Linked DNA regions of Zea mays: region 2 is linked to region 1. A link is a contact called in public Hi-C data. All regions are on one chromosome and are shown on one strand. Each heading gives the region's core, a stretch centred on a gene start, on an enhancer-like site or on the middle of the called end of the contact. The rest is flanking DNA. Distances are from core to core; before and after follow the strand shown. Region 1 holds the start of LOC109941100. Region 2 holds the start of LOC100274085.

The links. A called contact is a pair of places that touch in the nucleus more often than the background predicts.
Region 2: a contact with region 1 is called in a Hi-C map of leaf, with 5 times the contacts expected there. The contact joins the promoter of LOC100274085 here to the promoter of LOC109941100 in region 1. A contact is called at or near these places in 2 of 25 Hi-C or Micro-C datasets (leaf and tassel).

The regions. Positions count from the first base shown.
Region 1 is chr7:86,045,820-86,050,546 of Zm-B73-REFERENCE-NAM-5.0, forward strand. LOC109941100 reads right to left here and starts at 1,792. Exons shown (of 1, transcript XM_020541591.1): 1 at 705-1,792. The coding sequence starts at 1,712. The coding sequence ends at 705.
Region 2 is chr7:86,256,344-86,260,676 of Zm-B73-REFERENCE-NAM-5.0, forward strand. LOC100274085 reads left to right here and starts at 2,395. Exons shown (of 6, transcript NR_174878.1): 1 at 2,395-2,743; 2 at 2,827-2,973; 3 at 3,351-3,396; 4 at 3,513-3,645.

The DNA of each region.
Region 1 (4,727 bases), core at 542-3,041:
CGTCGTGGGGGCGCTCACTTCGCCGTGGTCCTGCGCTCCCTGCTTGACGCAGCCCTGCCCTGCTCTAGTGCCGGTCATGCCCAGCGTTCTTCCCCGCCGTGGAACAGCTCGTTGTTGCCCATGGTCGCCGATCTCGTCCTCACCTCCTATGCGCGCTGGCAACGCTATCTCCACTGCGCCCGCCGGCCATCACGACGTGCCCAGTCTATCGCGCCGCGCTCCAGTCGTCGATCGGCGACCGTCCTTGTTTCTCTGTCGTCCTTCACCAGCGCTTAGAATTGCGCATGTTCATGGCGTTCTTCACCTCCGATCGCACGCCAGGTGCTGCCCCTGGTCTGTCCGTCCTTGCAACTTTGGCGAGGACGTTCCCTATTCGCTTCGCCGCAGCGCCCAGACCCCTCTTCTGTGCCATCAACATTAGGCTGAGTCCAGTGCACAGCCTTTCTCTCGTCCCGCCACGTCAGCTCTCGCCTCCACTCTCGTCTCTGCTGTTCCAGTGCACAGGCAAGCTACAGCCTCAGTCTATAGCCACATCAGCTTTTCTATTTCAGAATTAAGTAATTCACGCAGATTTATTTCAACGCTAAAAAAACACACAACATAATATTTTTTATTGAATTAAAAATTACAAATTGCGTAATAATTAAAATAAAATTACATGACGATTTAAAAATATATAATAATTAATAGAAAATTACATAAATCTAATGATTATTATGTCTCCATACATGTTCAACCAAATCATTTAGTAGTTGTGTATACATCGATGTGTCCGTCATCTCGTTGTCTATTTGAATCCTAACTGCTAGGCTCGGGGTTGCATTGTAGTAGATCGACGGGTCGACTGTAGAATCAACTGTCTCATATGTCTCGTCTAAATCGGCATCACGCTCGTCATCGATGATCATATTGTTCAAAATGACACATGCACGCATGATCAAACCAAGAGTACGTTGAGAGTAAGAACGTCCAGGAACTGCTATAATGTTGAACCGAGATTTCAACACTCCAAAAGCGCACTCAACATCTGTGAATAACTGATGTTTCTCACTTTGTGGAAGCGGAATACCCTTGATGAACACCGGCCAGGAAGGGTAGATGCCGTCGGCAAGATAGTATCCCATATTGTGTTCATGTCCATTAACCATGAAGTTCACTATGGGTGCTTGACCTTGAAGGACATCCTTGAATAATGGCGACTGATTCAGTACGTTAATGTCATTGTTGGACCCGGCCACCCCAAAAAAAGCATGCCAGATCCACCGATCATACGATGCAACAGCTTCTAAGATGATGGTGGGATCTTTGATATCCCCCCTTGTGAATTGACCGGCATGGGCGACCGGACAATTCCTCCATTGCCAATGCATACAATCGATACTTCCTAGCATGCCTGGAAAGCCACGCTCTTCTGCTTTTACTAGTAGACGCTGAATATCCACGACATTTGGTCGACGACAGAACTCCTCCCCATAACAATGAATGATACCCTCACAAAACTTCTCTAGACAGTCTAATGCAGTTGATCTAGCTAGCTTTAAGTACTCATCTATTGAATCTGCAGCGGATCCATAGGCTAACAAGCGCAGAGCTGCGGTGCACTTTTGTAGGGGAGAGAGCCCGAGTCGACCCAGAGCATCTTCTCTTTGGGTGAAATACGGAGAGTATTCACCTAATCTAAGCATAATACTCAAAAAAAGTTGTCGCCTCATGCGATACCTGCGCCGAAAGTAATTTGGAGGATACACACAGTCATCGGCGAAGTAGTCTTGATGAAGCCGATCATGGGCAGACTCACGATCACGATTCATGTAGCGTCGACGACGCTTGGGCCGGCTCGACGACTCTTCATTGAGGTTGAGCATAGCCTCCTCCATGGCTGCTTGCAATGCATTGCACATTGCCCCTTCGGCTCCTTCACTTGAGTTTGTGCTCGAGGAAGACATGACGTGAAGATGAGTAGAAAAGGCGAGTTTGGAAGAGAGAAATGAGATGAAATTGTGTGTGGAATGAGGTCCACCCGGGTAGGGATATATATAGAGGGATTGGGGATGAAATTTGTGATTTTTTGCAAAATTTTTTCGAATTTTTTGGACTCCAAACGGTCAAAACGGCTAGTTGCAACGGCTACCACACGTGGACCAATCAGATCGCGACACGTGGACCAGTCAGATCGCGCCACGTCGCTCTCGCCCGCGCTCTCGCCTCGCTCTCGCCTCCCTCTCGCCCGCCTCTCGCCCGAGCGGGCGCTCCAGCGCGGGCGAGAGCGAGGCGATACCGCCCGCTCTCGCCGGGCGCGAGCGTCGTCGCTCGGCGACCCTCTCTCGCCCGCCTCTCGCTCACGCGCGGGCGGTAGCGGCTCTCTCTCGCCCGCGCTACCGCCCGCGTTGCCACCAGCCTTAGAGTCCCGAAGTCTCTCCTTCGATCTCGCTGCACGTTGATGCGTTGCACATGTGTGGCGAGGTGAAGCTAGGTAAAGACGAAGCTAGCAGCATGGAATTCACCAAGTACTCGACGAAAAGTCTGAACTAGAAATCATCATGGTTCTTGTGGAGTTCGCGTCAGATTTTACTAATGAGAAATATCAGGGTGTTTGGGAAAAGAAGAAGGTGACGTTCCGATGCATCGCTCGCCAGGTGTTTGATCAAAGACTTCAATCAAAGGCCGTCGTCTTCAGGCAAATATCAAATCGAATTGAGATATGGTGAGCCGATTCGCTATTTTTACTATTGGTTTTATGATCGTGAAATAAGACGCTTCGTCTGCTTATGAAGTTTATGTTAAGAATACCAGTGATGCGAGGAGTGCTTCGATGAGTTTAGTTGTCGAATATGTTTAAACTAGTTCTAATTTTGCAGGGTGTGGTATTTCGGTGGTGCGTAGGTTAAATTTAGTATTTTAAGCAATTATCGATAAGTCTGTCGATGTTAATTATATTCAGTGTGTTTGCACGATGGAGTCGAGGCCATGCGCTAGTAGTCATTATATTGTATGATTGGTGGTCAATCAAATGTCATGATTAAATGTTACTGGCTACCATAAGAATTTAGAATCGAGTAGCATTGGTAGGTTTCTCCAACCAACATAGGAGAGGTGCATGATAAAAGACGTGTATAGGTACCTTAGGTATTTAGAATGTTGAACATACAGTTTCGCGGGGCTCTATGCTAATTGATAATGAGTTGTCCGCTAGGTCTAATAATAATAATAATGTGACATTCATGTGATTAGTGTATTATCCAAATTAGTTCGAATAAGTGGTTTAGAAAGTTAGTTAATATGCTTCTATCTTTATTCTAAATTTAGATGTCTAATACTAATAAATCTAATTTCTTAGTCTTCTAGTGTTGAACGTTAGTTAAGGGGAGCAGAGCATGTGTATATTTTATTATTTTGTGATGTATGAGGTACCTCCGAATAGGATGAAAAAGCGTAATTATTATAATTAGTCTTATATCGCTAGTTAGTATTTGCTTAATGTTTTGTTATAAGTGTTTCATCCTCTTCGGTGTAGATTTTCTATCTTATGCTATTTATGTAACACCCAAAATTTGATATTTAGAATTTATGAAAATTCTCTAGAACTTTTGAATTAAAATATCCTTTAATGAGACTTTTTTTAACTTGAAGTTGCACCTCCTAAAATTCTTTCCTAATAAAATACTACTAGATGAATTAAATTATCTCCTCATGGAATTATACATATAAGTAATCACTAAAGGATTTAATATAAATCGTGTCCCAATAAAAGTTATACGCCAGGAATTATTTTTTACAATAACTAGTTTTTTGTGTATGAATGTCATATTTGAAAACATTTGCTTAAATAAGTAAGACAATAAAGGAATAAATAAAAGCATGCTTTGCTTTCATATTGGGGTTTTTGATCGTGCATTTAAATTGACTTAAAGCTTGAACTCTATTTGAATTGAATTTGAAGTTTAGAAATTGAAAATAGGAATAGAAAATCTGAAATAGAAAACAAAATAGGAAAAGAAAAGAGGAAAAATGGCGCCTCGACCGATTCTCCCTCTCGGTCGGCCCCGCCCACTCCAACCTCTCGCTCGCCCCTGGCGCTTGCACGGTGCCCTGGCCGGGCCGCTCTCGCCTGGTGTCGCTGCCGGGGGGGCCCGCCCCGTTAGCCTGTGGCTCTGCGGTCTTCGCAAGGTGGGGCCACTCTGTCGGGCTTATCTTCTTCCCCATCACCGCGCAACTGAATCCGGTGGAGCTACCAGGAACCTCGGGTCCGACTCCGCCTGCGGGGGGAGCATAAAACCCGCTGCAACCTCTTGCCCCGTCCAACTCAAGCCCTTGGCCAACTCCATCGCGTGGGAAACCGCGGGTATCGACAGTGAAACCACATGGGGAGATTCACCACTGGTGTGTTTCGCGCGTACGCCGTCGAAGGGCATTCATAGTAGGTGCGGATGCCTCAGCAGGGCATGCAAATGGAGTCGGTGCCCTCGTCATGGTCGATTGATTGTCGGAGCACTTCTAATTTCTCGTCAGAATTAGAATTAGTTGAAATCATATTTAGATGATTGCAATTAGTTTATTTTATAGGTCAAAATCATATTTTTAGTTCAAATCTGTTGTAATTTGTTTAATAGGGTTTAAAATTTTGAAATTTGGCGGGAGCTTCATTTTACACGTGAAAACTGTTGGCAACCCAATTGGGCCAAGCTAAAAAAAGAGAACCAAACAATGTATAATATGGGCCTGGTTCA
Region 2 (4,333 bases), core at 1,145-3,644, 210 kb after region 1:
CTCCAAGTGATGTTACAGCTCAGGATAATGATCCCAAGGAACCAAAACAAAGCAAAGGTGGTAGGGTGAAATCCCTTCTTGCCAAAAAGTTGAAGTTACATGGTGCAGTAAGTGGCAGCAACAAGTCTAAACTTGAAAAGTACCTTAGTGAAGATACTGAACCAGAGGATAATAAGTTTGACATTCTCGGATGGTGGAAGGTGAATTCATCAAGATTTCCAGTATTAGCAAAAATGGCACGTGATGTGTTAGCAATTCTAGTGTCGACAATCGCCTCGGAGCCGTCTTTAGCACAACTAGACGAAGTCTCGATGACTTCAGGACCTCCCTCACTCCATTCATGGTGCAAGTACTTGTTTGTACTCAAGATTGGCTACGAATATCAACTCCAATCAATATTCAGGAGGACACGGAGAGATTAGTAGAGTTAGAAAAAGCTACTCATTTTTAATTTCACTACTTGCATCCCTCCTTGAGAGCTGAGACTTAGTTTAATTGACATTTTATATTGTTCTTACATTTAGAGTTAATTGAAGAATATGCCAACAATGCAAAAGGTAAACGGAAGTTAGATGAATCTATTTCCCAGTCACAAAGAACCAAGTCTAGCAGGACAATACCATCAACATCAACCACGACATCCTAAATATTGGTGAGTTACTGAGTTGTTTTTTGACAAAATGAGTAAATAACATTTACATTTGAGTATGTTAACTGACTACTAATATGTTGTCTTTTAAGTCTTGGACCTGAGCTGTGAGCTGAATTGTTGGCTGCTGCTGCTTGAGTGCAGGCTGGTAGCGTGGTGGTGGACTGTTGTCTGGTGGAGTGGTGGACTATGGTGGTTGCTGCTGCTTGAGTGCAGGCTGGTGGACTAGTGGTCTGGTGTTGCTGCCTTGCTGCTCTGAGCCTTGAGTGCTGGCGTACTAGCGTGCTACTGCTGTTGTGTCGCTTAGAGCCTAGGAGGCTGGATCGCTGCTAGAGCCCTAGACTGCTGCTGCGTTTTGCATCATGCATATTTTCAGTTTGTCTTGTCTAGTGTCTCTGTATGAGTGTGGGCTTGTGGCATTGTTCTGTTATAGACTTCTGGTGTCTCTAGTGGTGTTTTGCATCATGCATACTTCTGTACTCATGTGTCTGCCTGCTAAGTGCTTTTGTGGATTTGTGGCATTGTTATGCAACCTTGGTGCCTTTGTGGATTTATTTTGTTTAATTATTTAATTGTGCATTTGAGCAGACTTGGTGAAGCATACATGCATGCTGCCTGCGCTCGATATGTAATTGCAATAATTCGGGCAGAGACCGAAATCCGACTGTACATTTCGATAAAATTTTAAGAGACAATAATTATATAAAAATAAACAATATATATATTATCATTTACCTGATTACCTCAATATCTCACAACTTATTTGCAAACAACTAATACAAAACTAAATTCAACTTGGGAGCGCCTCCTCCTACTCTCCCTCGGCTATTCAGCCACATATTACCGGCGCCGACGCCTCCTAGTCCTCCCCTTGGTTGTTCTTGCCTGGGTGCCTCTAGAGGCGCATGGTGGTAGAGTGTCACGGCAGCGGTTTGAGGTGTTTGTCGATGGATGAAGGTAAAGGTGGTGCCACGGATGGAGCGTGACGATGGCGGCTAGTGAGTCGGAGGCCGGCAGGTGCTGAGGAGTAAGCGCTCATAGTGGTTGTATTGTTGGTTACGCATGCAGGCAATAGATGAGATTTATTTCATGCGAGAAGCGAGAGATGGGAATAGATTTATATGCTTCGTGTGTGACGTAGGATGACAGTCGAAACTGGTGCTAGAGAGGAAGCGCTTGTAATGGTTGTATCAGTGATACTGAGGAGTAAACGCTCTTGGTGGTTGTATGGTTGGTTACACATGCAAGCCAGAGATAAGATTTATCTTATCTGGTTTGTTAGGCGAGACGTGAGGGAGGGGAATAGACTTATACGTTTCGTGCGTGATACAGGACGATGGTCGAAACCGGTTATACCCTCCGTGCGTGACGTTGGACGAGAGTCGAAACTGGTGCTGGAAAGGAAACAGTCGTAGTGGTTGTATGGGTGGTCTTGGGGAGTAAGCGACGATTGAAATTGGTGCTTTATAGGTGTAGAATGATGGTTGTATGAGTGGTGGTAAGGAGTAATTAAGCAGTCGTGATGATTATATGATTGACATGCGTTGTTAGACTAAAAACGAAGGGAAAAAGACTTATGCGCTCCGTGGAGGATGACGGTCGCTTTATATGTGTAAGAGATTTCTGCACCACTAGTGCATGTGTGAATTGATTTGGGTTTGCGTTTATGAAGCACGAAAAAAATGTTCGTGATCATCTTCCCGCCACGTGGCGGTGGCGCTGCCGTCTTCTTCCTTCGCTCTCCTCTGTTCGGTTGGGCTGGAGCATTTTCCTCCTAAATACTGACAAAAGGGTCCCAACTCTCAACTCGCGCTCAATGCATCCGCTATCGTCTCTCCTCCTGTTCCGTTCCGCCGCGCCGCCCAGCGCGCTCCCCTTGCGGCGGCGGCGGCGGAGTCACACGCCAGTGCGAGCATCATGGCAGGAGCTGGCGGGCGTGCTGGTGTTTTCCGCCATCCCCTTCACTGCAGTCAAGGCCCTCGCCAACAGTCCCCTGGGTGCCCGCCTCCGCCGCCGCCTCGAGGACAGGAAGGCCGCCGCAGCTGCCGAGGCTGACGCTCTCCGCGCTGCCTCGCGCGGCGCCCGTAACAACAGGTGCAGTCCGTTCTATTGCTTCATTAAAAGGGGAACACGTCGTTTGATTTGTCTGAGCTGTATCCGAGTGGCAACGATTGCAGCTTTTGGTACGGTGGAGATCGGCCACGGTGGCTTGGTCCCGTGCCTTACGACTACCCTGAGTATTTGACAGGAGAGTACCCTGGAGATTATGGGTTCGATATTGCAGGTCTGGGAAGGGATCCTGTTGCTTTCGCAAACTACTTCAAGTATGTCACCGTTGTTCCTTTCCTTCCGTTAACTATACTGTTTTCTTTTCTTCCCCATATATATTAGTATTAAGCGGCAGTGGAACAATAGCTTGTTTGTCTTCTTCAGGTAGTCATATGGTGCTCCTAATACCAAAGTAAACTATTCCTTACATTAATTGGCAGAACTATACCATCTTTTTCAGTACCCGCGTGTTGTCGTTTAGTACTTGTTTAACTTACAGGCAATATATTGTTGTGCTTGACCCTATCCGGAAACGATTGGGTATTTGGCAGTTCTTAAGGGCTACTTTTGCTTCTGTAATCATTATGTGAACCTTTTTACATTGGAGCTTGTCAATCCCTTTGATTTCTCTGCACCATTCATATTTTTCCAGGTTATGACCAACAATGATTACTGCTTTTGACAGCTTCATAAAATCAGTTATGTTTCTGAAATTGTGATATAGAGTTTCTTCATTTGTACTAGCTTTGTAAGTGCTTTGCTGTTCTCTCTAGTTTCCTAGTTCTGTCTTCTGACCAACAATATTACCTTGCAGCTTCGAAATCTTACATTGTCGGTGGGCCATGCTTGCTGCCCTCGGTGTTGTTGTTCCTGAGCTATTAGATCTATTTGGGTTAGTGCATTTTGTGGAGCCTGTCTGGTGGAAAGTTGGTTATGCAAAACTTCAGGTACAATGTTGGTGTTCATGTTTTTCAATTTTAGATTTGCGTAGAACAAATGGGTAATTCCTATAGTTGAATTGTTCACAGCTTTTTAAGATTAGATCTGGCATGTTGCAACCATAAGAGGTAGGGTTCTCTTTGTTATTTGCTTTTGCATGATTGATTCGTTCCATTTGCTAGGCAAACAGGTGTTCAACATCTGAAAGCTACTTTTCATTTCTCTCTGACGAATCATCTGCATCGCTGGAAAGTCTAGAGCTGAAAAATAACCTACCATGAGCTATTGACCTCTAATCATCTATGCAATGCATGGTGTCACGTCTTGGCAAAAATAAAATCTCCAAATGATGGTACATTAGTGAAGGACCGAAATACGCAACTAGAGGGTCTGAGTGTGAATGGGAGCCAAAAAGTTTCTCTTGAAAACTTGATCGCTATCCCAATTCCAGCCCCAAGCACCAAAAACACCACAAGGAGCTCACACTAGTTAACTAGTAGCTATATGAACTTAAAACAACACTACACACTCACTCGAGCCAAGAGGGTAAAAGCCAGGGACAAAACATAGAAGAAAATCATCTTTTGCAGAGCACTGGACCATTAGGTGTCCCTTGGTCCAATGCCGTCGAATAGTTCGATGGGACCTGGTGGACCATCCGATGCCTTGATTTCTTCGGTGGCTGAAAAGCACTGT